2 separate regions of the Mus musculus genome follow, and region 2 is linked to region 1. Evidence: chromatin contacts called from public Hi-C data. All regions are on one chromosome and are shown on one strand. Each heading gives the region's core, a stretch centred on a gene start, on an enhancer-like site or on the middle of the called end of the contact. The rest is flanking DNA. Distances are from core to core; before and after follow the strand shown. Region 1 has its middle 7.4 kb from the start of Gm31720. Region 2 has its middle 15 kb from the start of Gm32379.

Region 1 (5,768 bases), core at 658-3,157:
TAGAAACTATGCAGTTCAGCAAAGAAAGGCCCATTGGCCCAATCAAAGTGAAGTGACTTCTCTCTTTATCAAGCCAAGACATTGCTTTTCTTCTGCTCCAAAATTACTAACAGGAGTATGGGTGGATGGTTGCTTATAACATCAGGGATGATCCCAAAGCAGCTGCATCCCTGAAAAGTCCAGCCCAACAGGGATGAAGCTCTCAGCACAACCTCCACACAGCTTGACAATCTGAGACTCTCTTCTCTGGAGCTCAGTTGGTCAGAGTCTCTTCCCACAGCAGTTTATCTTTTTATAGTGCTGGGGGGGGGGGGGAAACTATGGAGAAATGCTTCTGTTCTCCCAACATAGCATCTTTTATTTACTCTTAAGTTTATATTGGGCTTCCCAATCTTTTGTTGAGGAAATATTTCAAATCTGAGGAAATTGTCTAATAGCTCCCAAAAGCTGCTAAGGCCAGACAATGTGTGGTAGAACTGGATTCCTTACAAGTTACCCATGAAAATATAAAGATAAAGCATACATTACAATAGAAACCCCAAAATATTAGAGATACCAGGAGTGTGGGATGATCAACAAAGAAAGCTAGAGGCACTGAGTGAAACCGCCCAGAAAGAGGCCACATATGCTACAGGCAACTGAGTTATAAAGGCAGAGCCACTTATCTGTGATGGAGTACAGTCAATGCTGTTATGGCCCCAAATGCCAGACATGGAACTCCCTTGTTTGGTGTTTTCCCTGCTAGGTTTTCCTCACTATAGCTCAATTCTTCCCTTTTGGAATAGGAATGTTTACTCTGTCACGGTATATTGCAAGTATAAGTCATGTTGTGGTGGTGGTGGTGATGGTGGTGGTGGTAGTGGTGATGGTGGTGGTGTGGTGGTGGTGATGATGGTGGTGGGGTGGTGGTGGTAGTAATGGTGATGTGATGGTGGTGATGGTGATGGTGGTGGTATCACCATTGCTCTCTCTCTCTCTCTGTTCCCTGGCTACGGATGCAACATGATTAGCATACCCCCATCATGGCAGACTACATCCCATCAAGCCATAAACCCAAATGCATCTTTCTTCCTGAAAGTGGCTTCTTGTAAAATATCTGGACACAGCAATGAGTACAGTAATGAATATACCACACAAGTGAGATACTAATAGCCTTCTACCAAGATGCCCCGACCCAGGCCTCGGTCTGTAGGTGACAAAGCTAAGATGCAGAGATGTGGCAGAATCACCCAGCAAACTGGTGTCAGAGTCTCATGTAGAACCCAACATTACGGGGCCTGTGCACTTGAGGAAAGAAGCAGCCCCCCAGGGTCACAATACCCTCTTCTCTGCACCTAACTCTTCTCTGCACTCTAACTCTTTGCTTCTGAGCTTCAAGGCAAGCTGATCACCCATCTCTGAAGGCAGAAGAGAACGAAGAGGTGGCCAAAAGAAGCTTAAGGAAGCCTGAGCAGTTGGCTAACTTTTCTAAGGAGGGCTCTGACAGTACAAGGTAATGATTCACAACCTTCCTAACGCTGCAACCCTGGAACACACTTCCTCGTGCTGTGGTGACTCTCAGCCATAAAATTATTTTCGTTGCTACTTTATGACTGTAATTTTGCTACTGTTATGAATCATAATGTAAATATCTGTGGTTTTTGATGGTCTTAGGTGACCCCTGTAAAAGGGTCTTTTGACCTTCCACAAAGCAGTCACAACCCGTAGGCTGAGAATCCCTGGGCTATGAGAAGGAGTCCCAGGGCCAGGTTAGGCCAGCAATCAGACTGCAAATGCAAATGCAGCTAAGGAGAAATGCAGAAACCTGAGGCTGATTTTATCTAGCATACAGACACACACACACACACACACACACGCAGACAGTGAGGCCGCCGCCGCAGCCTGGCATCCCACGTCATTCAATTCCCCTGAGTGTTCTAAACCCAGATGATCAGATAATAAGAGGCAGAGTGGTATGCATAACATCAAGTTGATTAAATTTGTTTACTGATAATTCTTTCAGGTTCCCATGAAGATTGTGTAATTTCCTTGCCGTATTTCAAACAGATTTGGGCTAATGCATTATTGACAGCACCCTTGCAGACCATCTCCACAATGTCATTCAGGATAATTATTTCACAACAGATTTCCAGGGCCTCTGGTTCCTGTTGGGATTCACTTGGGCATAAATTACAGAGCCGAATATTTAATCAGTGTCCCCATTAGAACCCCATGGCTTATTTTTAGGAGCTGAGAAGGGAGAGTGAGGGAGGGAGTGGATATTTGTATTATTACGGCATGAATACACATCTTCCATGCTGGATGCGATGTTGTCTCTCTCTCTCATTCTCTCTCTTTTTTTTTTTCCCCAAAGCTCAACCAAGCTGAAAAGCAGCCTGAAGCATCTTTGCCTTTTTTTAGAAATAAACACAAGCATTAATCTTTTGGCTGCATTAAATTAAATATTAATGTTAACGGATCACATAATGTGAAGTTTAAAAAAATGATTAACAGTGACACCACACTCTCTCTCCGTGACTTTTCCATTAGACAAATTAGTTCGGGCCTAAGCATCGTCACTTTGGAAAGTGGGACCCAGTGAGCGAGGTGATTGTTTGGGGGCATGAGGAAAGTGTCCCATGGTGACCCCATTTGCCTCCGGAACAGGTATTTCAGCAGACTCAAGTGGACCAGGATGTCTCTTGCAAGGAGCCATCTCTTGGCTAATTAGCGATTCCAGGCAGTACTGTTTGCATTTCAGGCCATTTGTGCTTTGAGAGAAACAGTCAATAAAGTAGCTGGGGCTGGCGAGGCACCTCCTCTCAGCCCATCAGTAGCCTGCCTCCCACTGCAGTGTCTTCATCATGCACACACTCCAAATAACAGCCGACCCAAGCTGCCTCTTGACTGTCACTCCAGTTGCTTCCTGAAGCCCCAAGACCAGCCTATCTGAGATCTGTGAAGTGGGCCAGAAATGCCTTCTTTTAAAGGGGCATACCCTGGCTCCTAGGTGTCGTCTGACCCTTCTACTTGCAATTCTGTTTCCCATATGATCTGGCCTGTGAGAGGCCTCCAAGAGAATCTGTGTGTCTCCCAGCACTTCTTCCTGTCCCCTTATCTTCCCCTTTCCTTGATTTATTAATAATGACTCCAGACTTTACTGCACCAAACAAAAAAGGCGCCTCGTCCAGACTTAGCAAGCATTCCTTAAGCCTTCTGTGTCCCCTGGGTGTCCCCTGAACAACTGTATGTTGGCTATACCTGCAGCCCAGGCTGCCCAATGGACCACTGCCGGGGAGAGCACTTAAGGGCACACCCAGATTTAACTGCCCGGGGACCCTGCAGGACAAAGTCTCCTTTAACCAGCCTCAATTCTGAGCACTGTCCAGGCATGGGTCTCTTGCTGTCCCAGCTCCTTCAAGGCCTTGCTTCTACAATGAGAAATGAAGGTGGGAGAGCTCCTCTCAGGCTCCCCCAGGATTGCCTGTCCGCTCTTATTTGTCTCTGAGAATCCTGACTCTCTCCTGCTCTCTCGAGGGAGGAATTTGTGTTCCTGTCTGCCTGGGGTTCTAGCTGGGCAAGAGCAAAGAAATCCCGCCCACTGGGCCTAGCCTAACATCTGTGCTTGGAAGGAGGAACATTTGAACCAGGCCAAAAGGGATAGGGTAGTGGTGGTGGTGGAGGAAGGCAGGGGATAGCAGTACAGTCATTTGTTTGACCCTATCGGCATTTGAGAAGAGGATTTAGGGAACAGATTAGGGAAGATCATTTCCAGGCTTTTAGAGGCATCTTTCTCCTTCCTTGCAAGGAAGCAGCAACAGGGGAGCTCCTAGGAATAGTCAGTTCTGATAACTCCACCCTCCCACCCCACCCCCAACACCATCTTAAATCCTTGACCCTGAGCTCTGCCAGCTGGGCAAAGCAAGGGAAGCTCTCTGGACCCTAAGAGAAGAATGCACATTCCCTTCACAGGTAATTAGCGCCTAACCATGTCTTTCCATTATCCACAGGGTTGACAACCAGCACACTGGGTCCTATAATCCTGGCTTCTTGGCTTGGCTCACCAGCAAGGTTGGGGAAATCCTAGGAGAAATTAATCCCCATTTCATATTCAGAAAGGGATTAGGGATTAACATGACCTCTTTCTCTCTCTCTCTCTCTCTCTCTCTCTCCTCTCCTCTCTCTCTCTCTCTCTCTCTCTCTCTCACACACACACACACACACACACACACACACACACGGACACACACGGACACACACGGACACGGACACTATGGCTCTCATGGGGAGAGGTGACTAGGATAGGAAGCCTTACTGTAAAGACCAAATTATACTTGGCATGTGTGTTACTTTTCTCATTGCTGTGACCAAATGCCTGACCATAAGTGGCTTACGGGAGAAATGGTTTATGTGAGCTGGCAGTTTAAGGAGGATGTGGTCCGCCATGTCGAGGGAGGCATGGTGGCATGATGGGAGGTGGCTGGCCCTGTTGGTCAGCAGTCAGGGAGCAGAGAGATGAATGGCAGTGCTCAGCCTGCTTTGTCCTTACTCAGTTCAGGGCCCCAGCCCATGAGACCCTGCCACCCACACTCAGGGTAGAGACTTCCTTGATAGGCTTACAGTAGCTGTGTTTTCCCTAATGATTCTGATTCCAGTCAAGCTGTCAAGATTAAACGTCACTGTGACTCTGCCTCTCCCTGCCACCCACAGAAAGCACCACAGAGCTCTGCTCGACTGAAGCCCCACTGCTCAGCAAACAACTTCGCCCCCAGGACTTCCTCAGCTCTGTCAACAGCTGGGTCTCCATCATCCCTTTCCCCTGAGAGAGAGAGAAAGAGAGAGGGAGAGGGAGAGGGAGAGAGGGAGAGAGAGAGAGAGAGAGGGAGAGGAAAGGCCAGGCCCCCTGTGTGAGGGTGTCATGGGTGTGTCGCTCCCTCTCCTCTTCTTTGGGAGCACACCAAGCACCTGACTCTCCCTGGAGACTTCCCTCTATCTGATCCCTAGTCTTTACGAAGGGCCTTGATTGTTGTAGAGAAACTCTGCCTTTCTGAGCTGCACTCTCAACCATTTTTGCTAGTTTGTTCAGGCCGGCCTTTAACAACAGGCAGCTGGGCTTACAGACACTCACCATCATGCCTGCCGAGCAAACGTCTTCACTACTCACATCACCCACAGTCAATCTGTTGCTGGTAACAGTGAACCTTGATTGCACTTCACCCCACCGTCAGAGCCCTCTGAAAGGGAAGGCAGTCGGGGAGGCTTCTGCTACGGTTTGGATTTGACTTTTCTCCAACTCTCTTATAAAGACTTGGTTCCCAATAAAATGTGTTGAGGGCTATCAGTGCATCGGAGAGATGCTTGGGGCCTCGAGACTCCATCCTAACAAAGGAGGGACACAGAGTGAGTCAGGTCCCTTGTCCCGCCCAATCTTTTTTGTTCATCTAGTGCCTTCACATCCTTCCTCCGTGTGGGGCAGCATGGGGCCCTCACCAGTAGCTGAGCAGACCATACATTCAAATAAACCTCTTTTTGTATATTTCCTAGTATGGAGTATTCTGTATAAGAAACAGGAAATGGGGGGCTGGTGAGATGGCTCAGTGGGTAAGAGCACCCGACTGCTCTTCCGAAGGTCCAGAGTTCAAATCCCAGCAACCACATGGTGGCTCACAACCATCCCTAACGAGATCTGACTCCCTCTTCTGGAGTGTCTGAAGACAGCTACAGTGTACTTACAGATAATCAATAAATAAATCTTAAAAAAAAAGAAAAAAAAAAGAAAAAGAAACAGG
Region 2 (5,214 bases), core at 724-3,223, 690 kb before region 1:
CAGCAGCAATGACCAGTTGGAAGAAGATCCGTGCTGTGTGCTCAGCATGGGAAGCAAGGTGGCATCCTGCATGTAGTGACCACATGGATTGGTGTCCTGAGGACTATTCGGCTAAGAGCCCAGCTGTGCCCTGGCTGTCTTGCCGCTGCCCATCTGCCAGTCTATCCACCAGGCCTGTGATCTTCCTCACCTTCTATGGAATAAATCCCTGGCTGCTTCAAACTGACCAAGCAGGAGTCTGTCGCTGGCAACCCAGAAGCTTGGCTGACACTCTGAATGACTCTCAGCAGATGTGTGTTCCCAGAAGAGAGGTCGAGGCACGTTCCTGCTCCCCCTGGGATCTAGGAGCCTGGAGTTGGACCTTTGGCTTTCATAATGGGAGGCAGAAGCCTAGAATTCCCCTCCACCAAGACCACACACAGCGGGGAAGAGGCAAATTCCAGAAGGAACACAGGCTACTGTTAAATGAGGAGTGTGGGAGCACAGTTAGCAAAACAGGACACATGTGCGCTAACCAGTCTCTTTTATCCAAGTAAATAGAGTGTGCATCTTATGCGCAGGAAATGGATCTCTCTCTTCCTTCAAGTACACCACACGCACACTGCAAGCCGGATGCGTGCAGACACGGTAAAGCCTGCGGGATACAGCACTGACTGCCCTCCAGACTCCCTGGAGTAAAGGCACCAAGGATGGCTCCAGAGAAAAGGCAGGATGAGTTAGGCCTTGGAGGAGGACTGCGGGGTGGGACAAAGAGAGCAGGGGACGGAGCCACAAAAGCTTAACATGGTCTCAGCATCACACAGGGCCACAAGCACAGGCTCAGAGGAGAAGTAGGGGCACAGTGGGGCAGTGTCTGTGGGAAGATGAAAGTTTGGGGAGAGAGACTGAGGGTCAGACTGGGGTTTGGAAATATGAGCTTGAACATACTATAGCAATGGGTCAGGGGACATGTTCCTTCAGGAAAGTTAGGCCAGTCTCTGAGAAAGTTGTGTGGAAGGTGAGCAGCATGAGCAGTGGCTGGAGACTGACACAGTGCCAGAGAGAGGAAGCCGGGGCTGCAGGTTGGAAGCCTCGCCTATGGATGGCCTGGAGCCCCAATTAAGAATCTGCTGGAAGAAGCGCATGTGTCCAATATTGGGGCCTTTGGTGTGGAGGAGCTGGGAACCACTAGCAGTCAAACTCTGCTGCTGTTCCCAGCTCTGCCCAGCTTGCTAGCTGTCTGCATTTTCCTTTGCTTTCAGCCACGGTGACTTCCAACAGTGCTCTGCAGAATCTCCAGGACTTCCCAGAAGAGGCCCGTCAGAGTCTGCCTTACATGTAAAAGTTCTGCTTCAGATGTTTGTCATCTAAGAGATCCTGCCGTTAAAGTCCATGCCAGAAAAAAAAAATCAATGGATAAGCTTTCCAAGTTCCCATGTGGCTCTCTTACCACCCTGGGTGACTAACATGGCCTGGTTTGCCACACACAAGTTTCATTTTATCTAACCCCATGTTAAGATGACCACACCCAGATAAGCTAGAGGGTCGGTACCCTCAGTTTTAACATTCTGCTCTTAAAAGACAGGCTACCGTCTGGAGAGGTCACGGGGGGGGGGGGGGCGCGGCAGGCTGAACACTGGGGCTAGTGGCCTCTGCTGCCGTGGAAGTGGCAAGAGCCTCCTGAAGGAGTTGGGCAGGAGACCCCTAAGGCAACTGGGACAGCTACATGAGGCATGGGAGTCTCTGGAGCATAAGAGATTAGTTGATGCAGTCTGGATTGCTAGGACTGCTTCCCTGGGACTGGAGCCACTGGTCTGGTGTCAGGATCCAGAGAACCCTAATATCGTCTGCCTAACCCCACAGCAGCACATCCTCACGGATAGGCACAAGGCCAGAGATGTTCAAGGATAAGTCAGTGGCTCCACAGAGCATGTGCGGTTCAGGCTCCCTGCCCCACCAGACTTGCTCATCTCATCCGTGGAACTCCAGCTCCAGCTGTAGCCTCCCTCCTGGAGGTCAAGGATGGCACAAGGAAGGAGTGGCTTAGACACTAGCTGCTTCCCACTGGTCAGGGCTGCTACAGTGCTTCCTCTTGAAAAGAGGCTGGGAAATGGTGTGTTTCAGCTGAGTGGAACCAAATCAAGAGAGAGAGAGAGAGAGAGAGAGAGAGAGAGAGAGAGAGAGAGAGAGAGAGAGAGAGAGCACTCTTGTTTGGATAATTCGCGGAGTCCTCAGGAGGTTCTTAGAGGATTCTAAATACACTGGCCATCCAATCTCCCTATCACAGGAGCTTATGTCTCAGAGTCCCCTGGGTCCCAAGTGCCATAGATGCCAGGCTTGGCATGATCCACACTGCTGGGGTGCCACCAACAGGCTGCCGGAAACCCCATTTCTTTTCTCTTCCCAACAAAGCCAGATGGCAGGCAGTGTGACTCCATCTCCGGCAAAGTCCAGGGGACTTTGTCCCCTCCCTGCTTGGAAGGCTGTGCCCCCCTCCTGATGCACTTCCTGTGGCCCACAGCCCAGCCTCTCTGTGAGTGAGATCCGCCCTTCCCCCTCCCGCGCAAGCCCAGAGCGAGTCAGCCCATCTGGTTCTATTTCACTTCGTGTTACTCATCAGGATGTGTTTGCCAGGAGTTATTTGATGTTCAGGAAGAATTCTGAAGCTTTTGAAAAGAGGTAAATAAAATCCTTTATCCCCCAAAGAGTCGTGAAATTGTGTTTTGCTCAGGAGGTGGCAGGCAGCCATGTGAGGTCTGGAGGCCCCTGCCTAGCCAGGCACAGGGGCTGGAGTTTCAGGATTTGTTCTTCTGTCAGTCAGTCTGCATCTCCACTCCTCCAAGCCCTTCCTGATGCTCTCTGGGGATGCCCGAATTTGGGAACAGATGAGGGCTGCCTGTGGGGACAGCCCAGCCTGTCTCTTGCTCTTCAGCCAAGAAAGCTTTTAGGGAGCTCGCTCCTTCTGGTCCTCAGCCCTGTCACTCCACAGCCGTGCATATGAGCTCCAGGGGAGGGACCAGAGGGAGCCGTGTTCCCTGCCACAGAACAACCTGTGAGGGTGACTGACAGAGGGCCTGGGTTGGGGGAGCTCACCCCATCTGCTAGGGTCTGGATATCACAAAGCAAGGGAGCTGACATTCCTCCAAGCTCTTGTGAATGGCAACAGACATCATAGATGCTAGGAGACCCAGAAGGGCAGGCTCTGCCCCTGAGACTGTCCTACAGAGGAAGGTCCCACCCCCTTTAGCATCCATTTCTCCCAGAGTCCATGCAGCCTCCTATTTCTGCCCAGAGAAGTTTCAGTGCAATGTTGAAGTTATCCCTGACAAGGGCTGGATCCTCAGGTCTCCTTAATCCAAGGTGGACCCCTCTCTACCTTTCTGGGGGCCCTTAACCGTCCTGTTGAGAAGAGACCAATATTTGTATGATTGGTTGCTGCTTGGTCAGAATCTGAGGGTTTACTTCCACCCAAAACATCCCTATTCTATGCAATGCCCCCCACATAAGCAGCCAGGCAGAGGAGTGTGGGCTCACCCCTGTACCTCTTGATCTGTCCTCCCTATTTACAGGGATGCCAGAGGGCTCCTCCACAGCCCGGGGCAGTGTCATCTCAAATCCTACAGTACGTGAGGCTTCCCACCCACTGCATCCCTCGTGACAGCTTACAACCCTGACTATTAAACATTGATCACTCAAATTTAACATCCTATCTTCCCTTTGATATCTTCAACTGCTCTCTGCATAAGACAACAAGCCTCTTTCTGCAGCTCCGTATGAGGGAGACTTCAAAGACTTCTTCCAGGTCCCTCAGCACTGCAGTTCTGGGATTCTGCCAGCGAGACTGTCAGGAGGAAGGTTTAAGGCATCCTCTGCTGGCAGCATCTTTGGGACTCAGGCCTGTGGGGAAAGCTCCATGCATTAAGTCCTGGATTCTGGAGTGATCTGTGCATCATTGGGAAGTCAGTCAATGGCATGATAATTCTTTTCTAGAAGTATCTGTGGATCATGGCAAAGGATTTAATTCAGAGGCAGAGGCATTGGGCTTATATCTTTGAGGAGCCAGGCCTGTGTCCCTGAACTGTCCCCTGTCCAACTCTGGGTCCTCAGGAAAGTTCTGGATTCCTATCTGTTAAATGGATATGATCATTCTTAGCTCTCAGCAAAGTCCTTGAGCAGAGGGTGTGGGTACCTGGCCCATCACAAGATGCCATTCTGCTCTCTCTTGGTCCCACACGGGGTGGGCACATTCCTGGACAAGAAGCGTCAGTGACAGAGTGTGATAGGAAACATTGAACTCCTGAGAGCCAGACACTTGAGAGTCATAGCTGGCAGCCTGATCACCCGTCATTATCATCCTGTCCCTCACACGATCGGCAGGGGGCTTGTACTTTATTGTACCTATGTTAATTAGCATAGCTACCGTCTATGAAACACATCCCATGGGTCAAGGCCGAACAAAGTGATTGACCAGTGTCACCTCACATCAGCTCTAGGAGTACCTCAAAGGTAGCCTTCCTCATGGGACCTATTTCTGCATGAGCGTCTTCCTGGATAACAGACTCTACCTCGTGTTAATGGCCGTGTGGGGCTTGAAGTCAGGTCAGTGGGGCTGAAGTTCCAGCTCTTGTCTCTGTTTTCTAACTGTAGTGACATACTCCCAAAGGCACATGGTGTGTGTCTCAGTGCCCTTGGGGTTTGCAGTGGAAGATGTCATGGTACGGAGAGATGGAACAGAGAGTGAAAAAGACCTGTCTGTTCAATTTTGCACACCGTTTCTTTTTTGAGTAGCCATCTCAAAAAAACTGTTAACATTGTAAAACACCAGTTACAAGGTCATGGCTCCAGATTCCTTAGACTTCAAGAATAGACTGTGATGTTCCTGATCTCTAGAACTCTGTGGCCTCTAGCCCTCTGAGCTGCTGGGGTTGCTAGGAAAGGGACTGCTATCCCTTTGTGGGGTGTCCCCCCTGGGAGATGCTACTTGCAATGGATGATCTCTGAGTTTGGGGGAGCACTAGAATCTCCATTCTGTTCCTGAAGCATCCCCAGTGGACCCCAGAAGCTTGACTCACTGGCTCCACTGCCTCCTACTGGGGTCACACAGACTGCATCTGCCCCTTTGTCAGAGATTTTAGAGTAGTGTTTTTGCCCAGGGGTTCCAAGGTCAAATGGCTCCAGCTCCTCCCTTCAAAGCTTCCCTTGGTGTTTGTCTCCGCAGCTTCTAACTTTGCAGGA

Evidence for each region. Hi-C and Micro-C count contacts between places; a contact is called where the count stands out from the background.
Region 2: a Hi-C map of the N1E-115 cell line shows a contact between it and region 1, with 3 times the contacts expected there. The contact joins two enhancer-like sites. A contact is called at or near these places in 1 of 484 Hi-C or Micro-C datasets (the N1E-115 cell line) and 2 of 115 datasets of contacts at active chromatin or transcription factors (embryonic basal ganglia and stem cell-derived neural progenitor cells).

What each region holds. Positions count from the first base shown.
Region 1 is chr14:24,531,485-24,537,252 of GRCm38.p6, reverse strand. No RefSeq gene overlaps it. Among named protein-coding and RNA genes, the nearest start is that of Gm31720, 7.4 kb to the right of the region's middle. Within about 2 kb of position 1,907, at least 18 of the 459 cell types and tissues checked have an H3K27ac peak or open chromatin away from gene starts, as enhancers often do. A contact at or near this core is called in the N1E-115 cell line, where this site is marked.
Region 2 is chr14:25,224,015-25,229,228 of GRCm38.p6, reverse strand. No RefSeq gene overlaps it. Among named protein-coding and RNA genes, the nearest start is that of Gm32379, 15 kb to the right of the region's middle. Within about 2 kb of position 1,973, at least 222 of the 459 cell types and tissues checked have an H3K27ac peak or open chromatin away from gene starts, as enhancers often do. A contact at or near this core is called in the N1E-115 cell line, where this site is marked.